4 separate regions of the Mus musculus genome follow, and regions 2, 3 and 4 are each linked to region 1. Evidence: chromatin contacts called from public HiChIP or PLAC-seq and promoter capture Hi-C data. All regions are on one chromosome and are shown on one strand. The core of a region is the stretch at or near the end of the contact, and the rest is flanking DNA. Distances in the headings are between cores, read along the strand shown. Region 1 holds the start of Adarb2 (adenosine deaminase, RNA-specific, B2). Region 2 overlaps Gm35925 (a long non-coding RNA gene). Region 3 has its middle 190 kb from the start of Pfkp. Region 4 has its middle 91 kb from the start of Gm40662.

What was found. Promoter capture Hi-C pulls out the DNA fragments that hold promoters and counts their contacts. HiChIP or PLAC-seq counts read pairs in DNA pulled down with a chosen protein or histone mark.
Region 2: an H3K27ac HiChIP or PLAC-seq map of embryonic stem cells shows a contact between it and region 1, with 8 times the contacts expected there. The contact joins the enhancer-like site here to the promoter of Adarb2 in region 1. A contact is called at or near these places in 1 of 39 promoter capture datasets (hippocampal neurons), 2 of 115 datasets of contacts at active chromatin or transcription factors (VIP interneurons and embryonic stem cells) and 1 of 9 other capture datasets (embryonic stem cells).
Region 3: an H3K27ac HiChIP or PLAC-seq map of VIP interneurons shows a contact between it and region 1, with 11 times the contacts expected there. The contact joins the enhancer-like site here to the promoter of Adarb2 in region 1. A contact is called at or near these places in 8 of 39 promoter capture datasets (the C10 cell line, cranial neural crest, frontonasal cranial neural crest and 5 more), 5 of 484 Hi-C or Micro-C datasets (cerebellum, cerebral cortex, cortical neurons and 2 more), 3 of 115 datasets of contacts at active chromatin or transcription factors (VIP interneurons, embryonic hindbrain and neural progenitor cells) and 1 of 9 other capture datasets (embryonic stem cells).
Region 4: a promoter capture Hi-C map of second pharyngeal arch cranial neural crest shows a contact between it and region 1, with 6 times the contacts expected there. The contact joins the enhancer-like site here to the promoter of Adarb2 in region 1. A contact is called at or near these places in 10 of 39 promoter capture datasets (the C10 cell line, HPC-7-derived erythroid cells, embryonic stem cells and 5 more), 2 of 115 datasets of contacts at active chromatin or transcription factors (embryonic hindbrain and forebrain) and 1 of 9 other capture datasets (embryonic stem cells).

The regions. Positions count from the first base shown.
Region 1 is chr13:8,200,917-8,204,255 of GRCm38.p6, forward strand. It overlaps Adarb2 (adenosine deaminase, RNA-specific, B2), which reads left to right and starts at 1,950. Exons shown (of 10, transcript NM_052977.5): 1 at 1,950-2,404. The coding sequence starts at 2,305.
Region 2 is chr13:7,168,943-7,172,032 of GRCm38.p6, forward strand. The region is part of intron 1 of Gm35925 (a long non-coding RNA gene); the gene reads right to left. Among named protein-coding and RNA genes, the nearest start is that of Gm35925, 5.3 kb to the right of the region's middle. Within about 2 kb of position 1,254, at least 8 of the 459 cell types and tissues checked have an H3K27ac peak or open chromatin away from gene starts, as enhancers often do. A contact at or near this core is called in embryonic stem cells, where this site is marked.
Region 3 is chr13:6,835,382-6,838,740 of GRCm38.p6, forward strand. No RefSeq gene overlaps it. Among named protein-coding and RNA genes, the nearest start is that of Pfkp, 190 kb to the left of the region's middle. Within about 2 kb of position 1,505, at least 26 of the 459 cell types and tissues checked have an H3K27ac peak or open chromatin away from gene starts, as enhancers often do. A contact at or near this core is called in VIP interneurons, second pharyngeal arch cranial neural crest and ventral hippocampal neurons, where this site is marked.
Region 4 is chr13:6,983,968-6,987,254 of GRCm38.p6, forward strand. No RefSeq gene overlaps it. Among named protein-coding and RNA genes, the nearest start is that of Gm40662, 91 kb to the right of the region's middle. Within about 2 kb of position 1,759, at least 7 of the 459 cell types and tissues checked have an H3K27ac peak or open chromatin away from gene starts, as enhancers often do. A contact at or near this core is called in second pharyngeal arch cranial neural crest, where this site is marked.

The DNA of each region.
Region 1 (3,339 bases), core at 700-3,199:
ACCCAACCCAGAGTAGAAAGACTGATGTGGCTGCAGCCATCCCTTAGTAATACATCTCAACCAGGAAGTCAAATAGTCTAAAAGAAAAGAAAAAACACAGGTTCTCTATCTCAAAGGCCTACCTGTAGAAGCCTCTTGAAATTATTCATGGATAAAATGAATAATCAAGGAGTGATTGTTGTCTGCTAGTTATGGTCTAGAGTAGCTGAAAGGGATGAATGGATTCATGGAGGGGTGGTGGTTCATATCCCCATTTCACAGAGGAGGAGACTGAGGTACAGTTTCAGTAAATGAGTATAAATGGTGAAGTTAAGATTTAAAATCAGCCTGGCAGTGGTGGCACACACCTTTAATGCCAGCACTTGGGAGGCAGAGGCACATGGATTTCTGAGTTAGAGGCCAGCCTGGTCTACAGAGTGAGTTCCAGGACAACCAGGGCTACACAGAGAAACCCTGTCTCGAAAAAACAAAAACAAAAACAAAACAAAAAAATTTAAAATCAACTGTCTCTATATGTCATCAATCAAAGCTGAGCAAGGACCTTACCACTCACTCACTAATGCAGCAATCCATGGACAGCCTAATTACTTCCAATGTTCCCTGGGAGAATTATTTCTTACATAAGAGAAACACTATGAAAATACTCAGGCCCATAAGGAGCTTGAAAAAGGAAATATGGAAATGAGGAAACCACAGAAACAAAACAGTTTTCATGTCCTCCTCTTAAATCATCCCACTGAACTTTAGAGTGAACTTTAGAGTGGTTTATCAAACCAAACTTATGATGATTAACAATTGATGATTTAAATACAAGATGCCAGAATGGTTGCTGGAAGATATTCTTCTTCTTAAGTCTTATGTCAGAGTCTGGGAATCAGTCATTGAAACCTAGTATATCCCTGAAAATAAAATGGTTTAACATCAATTTTAATTTGCAGGCCACTTCTTCCTCAACATTACATTCTCTATGTAAATGTAACAATTTCTATAGACTATCTTCCTCCCTCCTTCTGTCATTTCCTTCCTCCCTCCCTCCCTCCCTCTCACCCTCCATCCCACCCTCTCTCCCTCACCTTCCTCCCTCCTTCCCTCCCTCTCTCCCTCCATCCCGCCCTCTCTCCCTCACCTTCCTCCCTCCCTCCCTCCCTCCCTCCCTCCCTCCCTCCCTCCCTCCCTCTCTCCCTCCATCCCGCCCTCTCTCCCTCACCTTCCTCCCTCCCTCCCTCTCTCTCTCTCTCCCTTCCTTCCTCCCTCCCTCTCTCCTTTCCCACTCTCCCCTCCTCTTCTCTCTCCTGGTCTCTCCTGTGATTGTTCTTCCTTCAGTGAATCAAACACCAGGAGGATCCCCTCTCTATAACATTCGGATGAAACCCTAGCATGCTTTTTGATGCATGTTCCTTTTCCTAAAGGAACAGCCTTGGGATATGAAAGGGAGGTGAAGTGGGAACTGAGCATAACAATCATGCAAACAGACAGAAGCGCCGGTCTCTGAGTAAACAATCCCTAAAGAGGTTGTCTCTTTGGCACTTAGAAATCTCAGCGTATTTCTGAAGTGAAGTCCTGAACAGGGAGAGATCCTTCCCTCTCCAGACAATGAGCATCTTAGTAAGTTAACTAGTTAAAAACTGCTAGGTTTGAGAAATCGGTCCCTGCGTGTTTTGAGCCTATCAAGTGGTTGCAGCAAGAAGCCTTGACATCCCAGGTAGTCACCCTCCTGCAAACTGCCCCGCTGGACTTCTCCCAGTAAAACCAGTTCGGTGTGATTGTGGCTTCCTCTGAAACCTTCCTTTCTCCTGGGCGGCTCCATCCAACCGAATGGGAGCTGAGTTTGCAAGCTACCAGAGGCGGTAGAGCTGGTGCTGCTGATGTCAGAGCCAGAAGACAGTTGTGATTGGATCTAATTAGACTTTGCGGCAGCAAATAGACGAGCTCCCTGCATGATTGGCTTTAAAGTGGATGGTGCCAAACAACTCGCAGAGGCGCAAAAGTAGCAGCTCTGCTTCTGGAGCCCAGACGAAGAGGAGAGAGCTCCAGGGCGCTCAGGACGCGCGGGAGAATCTTTCCCAGAGCTTTCAGCCTAAGGAAGGGTTCAGCTTTCCAGCGTGCACCCGAGGCTTCCAGCTCATCCGGAACCAAGGGACGGGCAATTATAGAGAAGGTGCTTGCTGAGGAGACCAGTCCTAAAAAGTGAGCCTGAGACTTGATTTGCAAAACCAGAAACACTCCCGACTGCGGCCGCAGCAGCAAGACTAAGAAAGGTGAAATTGCTGAAGGACCAGCTCCTCTCTGGGTCTCCCAACTGGCATGGCATCTGTCCTGGGGAGTGGCAGAGGGTCTGGAGGGCTAAGCAGTCAACTCAAATGCAAGTCCAAGAGGAGGAGGAGGAGGAGGTCCAAGAGGAAAGGTAAGAAGCTCGCTCTGTGAGCGCTCCCGGTGCTGGTGCCCGCTGCAACTCTCCCCTGTCTCTCCCCCTCGTCCTTCCTCAGATCTCGGTGGCCGCTTGTAGGTTTTCTCTTGTCTTCACTTTAGGATGCTTCTGGGATGTCCACCTTGAGTAGGGCACTTGTGAGTTCAAATCTCTTTGTAAATAGCCTGGGGGCTTTCCTCAAGCCAGGAAATTACAGCGAGCCAGCCAGCTGCTCAGCGGAAAATGTTTGGCAGGAGACACTGGGAAGAGAGCAGAGAGGGCTGAGCTGAGGAGCATCCATCCTCTGATGCTTGTATCCTGGGTACCACCGTCCCTACAGGAGACCCAAGGCTGGCACTTAGACACACTTGGAGCCAACAGTATCACAGGGTGCCAAAAGAAACACTCACTTAAGCCAACACACATAAAAAAGGGAAAGAGCTCTCGTCCCAGCTCCTCCCATCCAAATTGTCTCAGAGGAAAAAAGAGGGCAAAACCCTGGCAATTGCCTTCCCAAATTGATTGGCTTATTTTTTTTTTTCCTTAGTGAGATATCCAGTGGCCATGTAAACACTGGCATAGACAAAGAGGACAAAACACGTCCTTGCAGAAATTACTGCCTAAAAAGAAACGAATGCTGTGTCTTACTGGTAGCAAAAAAAGAAAGAAAATTACATCTTGCAAACCAGAAAAGAAGAGGGAACCGGGTGGCAGGTTGCAGCTGACAAACTCAGGCGGTGCCTTGTTACTAATGTTGCTGGAAATGAGTTCACATAACTTAGTCAATGTCACCACAAGCGCAGGGCTTTCACGCAAGGATTTGTGTCAAATTAGCAATTCCTCCAGCGTGGTAAGCAGTGCCCTAGAATGCATCTTTAGCTCATATGCACAGAAGGATAAAAGATGATTCCAAAGTTGTCCCTTCTTTCTCA
Region 2 (3,090 bases), core at 4-2,503, 1.0 Mb before region 1:
TAAGCAGATCTTGATGTGAAAACATATGCTGACTTTTTAATGAGAAGTGCAGACCCTTTAATGAAAAGCAAGTCTGAATAAGCAAAATTCAGGTGCTAGGATAGTGAGTAGTTCTTAGCCTAAGTGTCTTGACTCCTTTGTGTCAGATACTTACATTATAATTCATAACAGTTGCAAAGTTACAGTTATGAAGTAAAAACAAAATAACTTTGTGGCTGGGGGTTACCACAATATGAGAAATTTTTCTTTAATATTGCTATAATTAATTATTTTTTTAATATAAGAAATTGCAGTTTCTACATGATATAAACTGCCAAATGTTGGAAGCTGTCCTGTGGCTCACATGGACCAGGTTTCACATGGGAAGCAATCTGGGGCTGAAAAGAGAGGGGAATTAGGCAATTGAGAGAAAATTGGAGCTAAGTCAAGGTTCCTGATCAAAGCTCAAATGTTTAATAGAAAACTGTGCTTATAAAGGGGGTGGGGGTGGGGGAAGGCCCATCCCCTGCTAATCCATTCTTGGAGCTTGGAACCAGCTGCAGGTGATGATGTGCAGGATAGGGTGTAGTCTCTGGAATAGCTCAGGGGCCTCTCAGCAGGTAGCAGTGTCTTGAAGGAGAACAGCAACAGCAGCAGTGGCTGAACAATAGAGTCATCTAGGCAGGAAGGCTCCACCCTAGGTAATCTCCTTAGTGGCAACAAGGTCAAGGTCTGGATAAGCCTGCTTTGAGGCTGGGGGAGGCTACATTTTCTCCCCTGTTTATAATATTAGAATTATATGGACTGAGGCATAAAATTTATTTATGCTATATAGTCCTGCTTGGGAGTTATGGTGGCTGGCAGCCGCCCCTGACTTAGGAAATCTAAGATCTTCCCAAACCATCCACTTCTGTCATGGAGGCTGTGTTCAGCTTGTTTGTGTATTATTTCACACAATACATGGCTCTGTTGTGTGTTATTAACAGCCACGGCCTCTTGGCACATACCTCTGTCTTTGATTGGTATGGTTCCGAGATCTGGGTGCCCATTTTTGACTGTCCAGCCCTCATAGCACACCTTATTCCCAATTCAGACCAAAGCCACAATATGTACTTAAAATGCTTCTCCATATAGATTAATAACTGCCACCTGCGCTGTTGGAGGTGAGTCTGCACACCTGCTGCAGTCAGGCTGAAGGGCCTGAGTAACCTGCTTGAAAAACAATGGGAGACAGTGAAAAGCAACAGTACAAAAGCTTCTTTGGGGAAGTCCTGGTACTCCATTCAATTGCAAATTAGCAACCATCAAGCTTAGACTATGAGTTCCGGGTGTGGGGGAGGTGGCTTTGAGGTGGCTTTGAGAATCACAGAAAGGGTATAACTCTTCTGTGAGAGGAGGCTGTGCTCCAAATTAACTTTTTAGTTAAAGAAGATTTTTAGCCATAATCAAGGTCAGAGTCATACTTACTGGGAGATTCAGGATCTGTGTCCAGTTGACGAACTAATCTCTCAGGCAGTCAACGTGCTCCATCTTCTTTTTGTGAAACAACACAGAAGGAACCCCTTCCCCAGATTAGGACCTGGTCTGGACCCTTTCATTCAATAGTTAATGGATCCCACAACTTTACCATGGCATAAGAACTAGAAGTAACTGGATGCCAGTGGCGATCCACTGCAGACTTACCTTTATCATCAGTTTGCAAAAAAATTAGAACAAATAAAGCAAAAGCAAGATGTGCCTTTTGTGACCTTGGGGGATATAACTGCCCCTGTTTTGTTTTTAAAAGCCAAATTTTAAAAATGGGATGAGCACATTCAACTATTTCTTGTCCCATGGGGTTATAAGGAATTCCAGTTTTATGTTTGATGCCAAATTCCTTACAAAATGAAGTAAAATTTTTGCTAGAATAGGATGGCCCGTTATCTGTCATAAGTTTAGGCAATTCCATAGCATTAAAGGCTCGTAGGCAATGATCAATTACATTTTTAGAGGCCTCTCCAGTATGCAGAGAAGCAAAAGGAAATCCTAAACAAGGGTAAATACAAACGTATATATTTTAATTTTCCAAATTCTGCATAATGAGTTACATCCATTTGCCAAATATGATTAGGCATAAGACCTCATGGATTAACTCCTAAATGTGGCACTGGAGATAATATAATACATTTAGGACACTGTTTTACAATCATTCTTGCCTGCTCCTTAGTGATCTTATGTCGGAGCCTTAAGATATGGCTAGAGAGATGAAATTTTTCATGATCACATTTGGCCAAAGCAACATGATCTGAAATTAAGGCCTCTCCTATTAGAGCTCTGTTGATGCAATCATTGCCCGCTGCTAAAGGTTCAGGAAGACCAGAATGAGATCGTATGTGGCCAATATAGAATGGATGTTTTCGGGCAAGAATGATGTTTTGCAATTGTGAAAACAGGGATCCTGCTGCCGTATTAAAGTTAAACGTACCACAGGTCTCCAATAAGGGCACCGATTGTGCAACATATAAACTATCAGTAAAAATATTAACAGCATCATTCACAGACTGAAAGACATTCAGTACTGCTGTTAATTCTGCTAACTGCTAATTGAGCTGAGAGGCCAGGAGTCTTTATGATTACCTGTTGATTATTTATAAGATATCCAGCTCGCCCTTTAGAGGAGCCACCAGTCAATACCAGAACAGCATTGTGTAAGGGTTGTAAAGAGGTCATATTAGGAAATATCACCTCATGTACATTTAAAAATTTTATCAACCTATCTTGAGTGTAGTGTCTGTTTATAGTTCCTTTAAACCCTTTTTGAGCAAGTAACCAATCTGTACTGTGCTGCTTCAGCCAAGTGTCTTGACCTACGCTGTAAGGCTGAACAATAATATCTGGCTCTTTGCCAAAATAAGTTAGTGCCTGCTTCCTCCCAAGGATAATCATCTGAGCTATTGCTTCATAATATGGCAAGATATTACATTTAGGAGAAATCCTCGAATGTATCCACATTAGAAGAGACTTTTGCCATAACAATCCTGTAGGCATATGAATTGTATGAAAAATTAACAGATGTAAAGGCAAAGAGTAATCTATATGTGACAAATTGTTCTTCAATAGCTTTTTCTACTA
Region 3 (3,359 bases), core at 255-2,754, 1.4 Mb before region 1:
GCACTGCTGAGCTATACTTGGTACTGAATTTAGGGCTTCAAGGACACATCAGAAAAATGCTCTGCCACTGAGTTAAAGCTTTATCCTCACCCCCTCTATCTTTTGAGACAGGTTTTTATATATCTGACTCTCTCCCTGAACTCTCTATTACTTCCAGGTTGGCCTTGAACTCTTGGTCCTATGGCTTCTACCTTGTGAATATTTGAAATTCAGATCTATATTACTATGTCTTTGTCCCATTTCTTTTGTTTTTAATAACTCACTGGGTAAATAATGATCTTAGCAGATAGCGAACATGTGTAGCAAATCTACAGGCAGTGCTAGAGTTGTACACTTCTCAAAACGAAAGCTTTGTATCAAACAAATCAAGGTGTGGCTTGCTAAGGTTGTATAGCTTAGTGGCAGTGTGCTGCTCTTGGAACTAAGGGCTTGATCCTTAGCACCACAAAAGAAACAAAGCAAACAAAGATGGTTCTCCAGCTTGTTCCTGCATTGGCTTTGAAGATCCCTGAGTTTGGGGAAGAAAGAGTAAAATATATATGCAGAAGACATCCCAGGGAGGAAGGCTGACTCCTGTCTTCAATTGTAAGAACTGTCTCACTATTCCGAGTCTGCATATATTCATCCAGAAAACCAGGATCGTGGTTTTCAAACACACTCTAAGCCCATGGAGAAGGTAATGTGTTTGATGTGGATTATAAGGCTAACTACTGAGTATGCCATTGTCTAACCTGCAGTGACTGTTTGATGAAGCCACTGTGCTAGTTTTTACCACAAATGCTTCGAACCTTACAAGGGAGCTCTTTGAACGAGATGAATCGGTGCATCATACTTCCTGGTTACTAAACTTGTGTGATTCAAGTCTTTAGATGCCCGAGGATTCAGCGGCTCAAGGGAACTGGTGACATCTTACTGCCAAGGTCACATCTTTTAAGTAATAGAATGTCTAAAATGTGCAAAGAGAACAGTCATAGCTGTACTGTTTGCAGAAAAAAAAGTTAAGAAAGTTCAGATGTCTCCATCTAAATTTCCAAGAGTCCCCTGTGAGAAGGAGGACAGGAAAATCAGAGCTACTCTGCCTGGAATCTCAAGAGCGGAGGTGATTAAAGTGAATCTAAGCACCTTTCAAGTTAGGCTGCCACCCGCCACCCTGCGAGGCTGTGATTGTGACCTGCACTGCATCTCAACTTTCAATGTCTCACAGCTTCAAAGGGAACAAACAAATCAGGGTCCTGGTAATTAAAAGTTGTTAATGTCTCCCTTCCTTTCTCTTGTAAATTAAAATGATTTGACATAGGAAGAAGAGAAGACAGAATTTAGTTATTTTGGGTAATTGCAGTGTCAAACTGATCGTTTTCTCAATTTTCTCACAAAATTGCCTAATTGAGAACAACTAAACAGATGGTCCTTTGTTTTTGAGGCTTTCTCTTGCTAGCTCTGTAGCGGCCCCAGACTTACTTCCCATTGCAAAGCAGTACCACTGTAGGACAGGGCTGTTGTCTGAGTGGCAGGATCTGGCCAGCCTGGAAACAGCCTCATGTTCTGCCCACTACTTCCAGAAGAGGGTGCTCGTGACATACCCAAGAGCCAGTCTTCAGTTTTTATAGCAGGTTGTCATAAAACCTTGGCAGAAGTCATTTTCAGCTTAAGGTGGCTAAACCATTTTTGTTTCATAATTACCAGGTAAAATGCATTCTTTCTTAAAGTTTACACTCTGATGCCCCCTCTTTAAGCAAGAATTTCTAGGGCTGGGAGTTATCTCAGTTGATAGTGGGCATGAGGGCTTGAGTTTTACCCCTAGAACCTATGTAAATAAAGTCAGGCACGGAGGTACTCACATCAATACCAGTCCTATGAAGGCTAAGAAAAAAGCAGTGGCCAGGGCTCAATACCCAGCCAGCCTAGGCTGACTGGCTAAGCATCAGGGTAATGAAGAAATGTGTGTCAGAAAATAAGGTGGATGTTTCATGAGTAATGACATCCTAGGTTTATTCTCTGTCCTCCACATCCATAAGCACATACATGCACACATAGAAATGTATGTGCACACACATGTGTGAGAAAAAAACCATTTCTTTATATATTAAGTCAAGAAAGCAGGTAGAGAGCTATGAAGGTGATCATGGCTACACTGCGAGGTGTTCAAACAAGATTCCAAAGTCACTAGGCCACTGGCCATACTTTGCAGTTCTATCTTTGGTAGTGGGAAAGTCCTGAGTCACCCATATGCGGTCAACGGGAAATGGACAGATATTTGCTCTATAGAACAGGAAAAAGCTGACCCACTATGATTGTGCTTGTCACACTAGTTCATGCAGTGTCTCCTTGCCTCTCCCTGTTTATACCCTAGGTAGCCTGCATCATATCTACGCTGCTCCTGAGATCCTGGGCCTCTATGGTTATGCTCGTGTGCATTTAGATGGCTGGGAATCTTTCAGTTCTTACCCAGCTATATCTGTTTCTTCTGGTGTTATCAGTCTTGGTCTTTAACCCTAGTGGTGCATCGGAATTATCTATTGACCTTTATATGAGGCAAATGGCCAGGTTCTATGCTAGCCTTTCTTCCTTTCTTCCTTTCTTTCTTTCTTTCTTTCTTTCTTTCTTTCTTTCTTTCTTTCTTTCTTTCTTTCCTTCCCTCTTTCCCTCTTTCCCTCTTTCCCTCTTTCCCTCTTTCCCTCTTTCCCTCTTTCCCTCTTTCCCTCTTTCCCTCTTTCCCTCTTTCCCTCTTTCCCTCTTTCCCTCTTTCCCTCTTTCTTTCCCTCTTTCTTTCCCTCTTTCCCTCTTTCCCTCTCTCTCTCTCTCTCTCTCTCTCTTTCTTTCTTTCTTTCTTTCTTTCCTTCTTTCCTTCTTTCTCTCTTTCTCTCTTTCTTTCTTGCAATACTGGGGTCTTGAAGAACACATATACACACATGCTCTGAAGCTTCACACGAGGCATTGATATGTATGTCAGAGAACCATGCTCTATTCTGCAGTGGAGAAAATTTACTGAATGTTTTCCCCCTTGACTATCCTTGGTACATAGTTCATTATCCAAGGAGCATCCTAGAGAAGACAAGTCCAGAAGTGCTGTGAAAGTTGGAGAGGGTGAGAGTCCTTTCCAGATGTCGTTCAAGAATTTGTGAAGTTCAATGACCTTTTCCTGTCTTTGGAATGGGGCACACTGCCCTAGAAGCCCGGCCATGGCTTCTGCTTTACATTGCACTGGCTCTGGCCATTCCCTGAATTCTTAAATTTGCAGATATCCTGGTTCTCATCTTACCCCGAGATGCTCATCTTCCCACTGTTTACATTTGTAGGACATGACCGAGCTTGGGTGGATGACTTTGTTGTCAAGGAGGGTAAAATTTTCCTCCAAATCA
Region 4 (3,287 bases), core at 509-3,008, 1.2 Mb before region 1:
ATACTCATTAGTTTTATTTAATTGTTCTATAGTGTTTACATGAACCCAAACATCACATTATGCTACATAGATGGTACTTAAGCATGTAATTATACTTCTTAATTAAAATAAAGTTAATGTCATCGTAAGCAAAACACAGAGACACCGTAAAAAACATGTTGATATTATGAAGCTTGGAAGATGGAGGATTTATTCTTTACCAAATGGCATGCTCAAAGAAAGACAAAAATTCAAACAACACAGTGCTGGGTCTGGTGAAAGTTATCCCTAAGAAACACCAATAATGACGTCAAGCACTTAGCCTGATCTAATTCTTGAGCAAACTCCCTTGCATACATTGGGCTTGTTAGAGGAAAGAATGAAGAGTGGTATATATTATGTAATAAAATAAACTGCCCAGTAGTATTTCTTCTCCCTAGAAATTACACCTTGAGAACATGGGGTCACATTTTTGGAGTGAGTGAAAGCTAATTATAAGCATTCACCCTTCTGGAAGGTTTTCTGGGAAAAGCCAAGCACTTTCTTTCCCATCAAATATTTAAGATCGGCAAGACTTAATTTTAATCCTACTTGATAGAGTTTGGGTCAACCTAAAATTATAACATTTAAAGATCACTTCAAAAGGTTTTTCTTTTATGGAGATTATCCTGCTAGGCTTAAAAAAGAAACATGTTATTATTTGAGGGCTTGTTCTATTGTTATCTGCTCTATGGCTTTTGTTAAAGACCATTAACCTATACCACAGATAATCTCTTTTGTAGTTTTTCCTTTCCTCTGAACCTTAGAATAAGAGCAGAGAAAATTCCTTCTTAGTGTGTTTTAGGCCAAAAAAAAAAAAAAAAAAAAAAAAAAGAGCAAAGCCAGTTATATTTTAAGAGGGGAAATGTCTTTTACTCTAAATAAACAACACCAACAACAACAATAATAATAAAGAAAAGATGACATGAGACTTTCAAGAGAAACCAGGTACTGTAATATATTTGCTCACTTGGTACCGTGGGTCTCAGAAGAAACTAAATAGTCTGGATCCTATTAGCCAACAGATTCCCAGACCTAGTTCCTACCTAAGTTCCAACTCAAAGTTAACAAAGTACAAAATACATTTAAAATGGAGTGACAGACACAGGGGAATGATCCTGTCTCGTGTTGCTTTCCTGTCTCCACACATTCCGCGCCCCCCCTCCCCCCATGACACTGTTGGAGTAAACTGTGTGCAGACGTATAGGCAGCAAAGTCCCCGTCTGTGTAGGCAGCAGGCTTGCGTCCTTCACTACCCATGCATGCGTATCCACTAATGACAGCCAGCCCGGCCACCAGACACTACAATTCCACATAGACCTTTCACCAAAATAGATTATTTCAGCCTCGTTGGTCACAGATTCTGTAGTTTTCCAGCGATTCATCTTACTATTAATAATGTCAGAGAATTTTAGGCCCTTGAATTAAATAATGATAAATATGAGCCACGGAGTGTGCTAGGCTGAGGCAGCGCTGTTTATTTCAGCTCGCAGCGCTGTCAGCCCTGATAAATCGGATCCCTGAAATAGTTTGTAAAGTGCCGAATTGATGTGGCCGTGGCTGAGGGAGAGAATTAATGTTACGAAATAGGTCTGCAACCTAGATTGCATGAAAGCTGAGCAAAGGCTTTTTATATAAATGCTGCTTCTGTGTAGGAAATGGTTGCCATGCTAGAGTAATGCGCTTGTGTGATCTGGGGAGGCGACAGGTCAGCAAAGTAGTTCCACTAGGCTTGCAAGGACCCAGCTAGGGGTGGGGATGGGGGTCAGGGACCACAGGCAGGGCTGCTCATTTATAATAGGGAACAGGAAGGATGAAGGACGCAAAAACCACAGGGAGAGAAATGAGTTTGCGTTAAGAGCGACCCTGCTTGCTCTGTTCTAAAGGGCAGTGCTTATGAGCTCCTTGTCATAGAAAGAGTCCTGGGAGCCACAGGGAACTGAGAGCCCTTTTTATTGCTCCAGCCTAGACTGGAAATAGTTTCAGAATGTATCTTCTAATACAGTTTCCCTGTAATCCCTGTCTCAGTAGCCATTTCCAGAGAAAACAAACGTGTGTGTGTGTGTGTGTGTGTGTGTGTGTGAGTGTGTGTGTGTGTGTGTATGTGTGCACAATTCAACTCTCTATATATTTGTATGTGTATGCAACTCATTCAATTCTATATACATGTGCATATAACCTGGATTTAACTCTGTATGTATGTGTTTGTATGTGTATGCAACTCAGATTCAACTCTATATATGTGTGCATGTAACTTGAATCCAACTTTCATTTTAAAAACTAGAAAACAAATATTTTTAGACAGTAACTGTGAGGCCCTCTTTCATCCTGGCTGGTGACCTAATCAGAATGATAGTGGCCACATGGCTGGCAACCTGTCATGTGACTTCATCATCTTAAGATGACCACATGGTACAAAGCAACAATTATAAAATTTCTTAGTCCTGGTGAACTCTGCATTGAACAATTATATGCCCTTTCAAACTAAGAAAGCAGCAAGTCTCACATACTTTACATCAGTATAGACTTTTGTGTGAATAGACATTTAAGGTTACAGTTTCTACAATATACTGTTTATGTGATTCATCTCTGGTTTAGAATAAACTGTATATGATGATAAAATTTCGAGGTTACAAGGGTCTATTCAGATTAACAAAAGCTAATTTAAGATGTATATTTAATTACTTTGTTAATTGTTCAACTCAAACTGCTATAAAATTTATATAAGTACCAATATATGTCTGATTAATAAGGTATATTTGATAATCAAGATTTATAAACTCCTAAGGTACACTCAAGTTCACAGTAATATCTTTCTAGCTTCTTTGTCTTTTAAGCTTTAGCTATTTGGATAAACTACCCATACAGAAAACTACAATGACCTATAATTGTGCAGTATTAAGGAATCAGTAAATTTGTCAGTCTCTCTATGGACTGGATCTATGATTAAAAGTTAAATTTTGATATTAAAATAGCCTTATGAAAACTACTGAATTATTATAATCTACTAAGGATAATTAAGAAAGGCAATTCGGCAGTCAGTTCCCTATAAATAATCAAATTATTGAATGCTCTCAGAGCTATACTTGTGGTCATGCTAAGATCTAATGTAGGTTATCACAGGGAAACTGCATTTAGCCTCCTGTGTATGTTTTCAAAGTAAGTAACTATAAACGAGCAAAGTTTGTCTATTTAGATCTACTTTAGATAGACAGGTGGTCCTCAAACACTTCAGAGATCTGCAGAATATGGCATTTAAAATGTTTAAT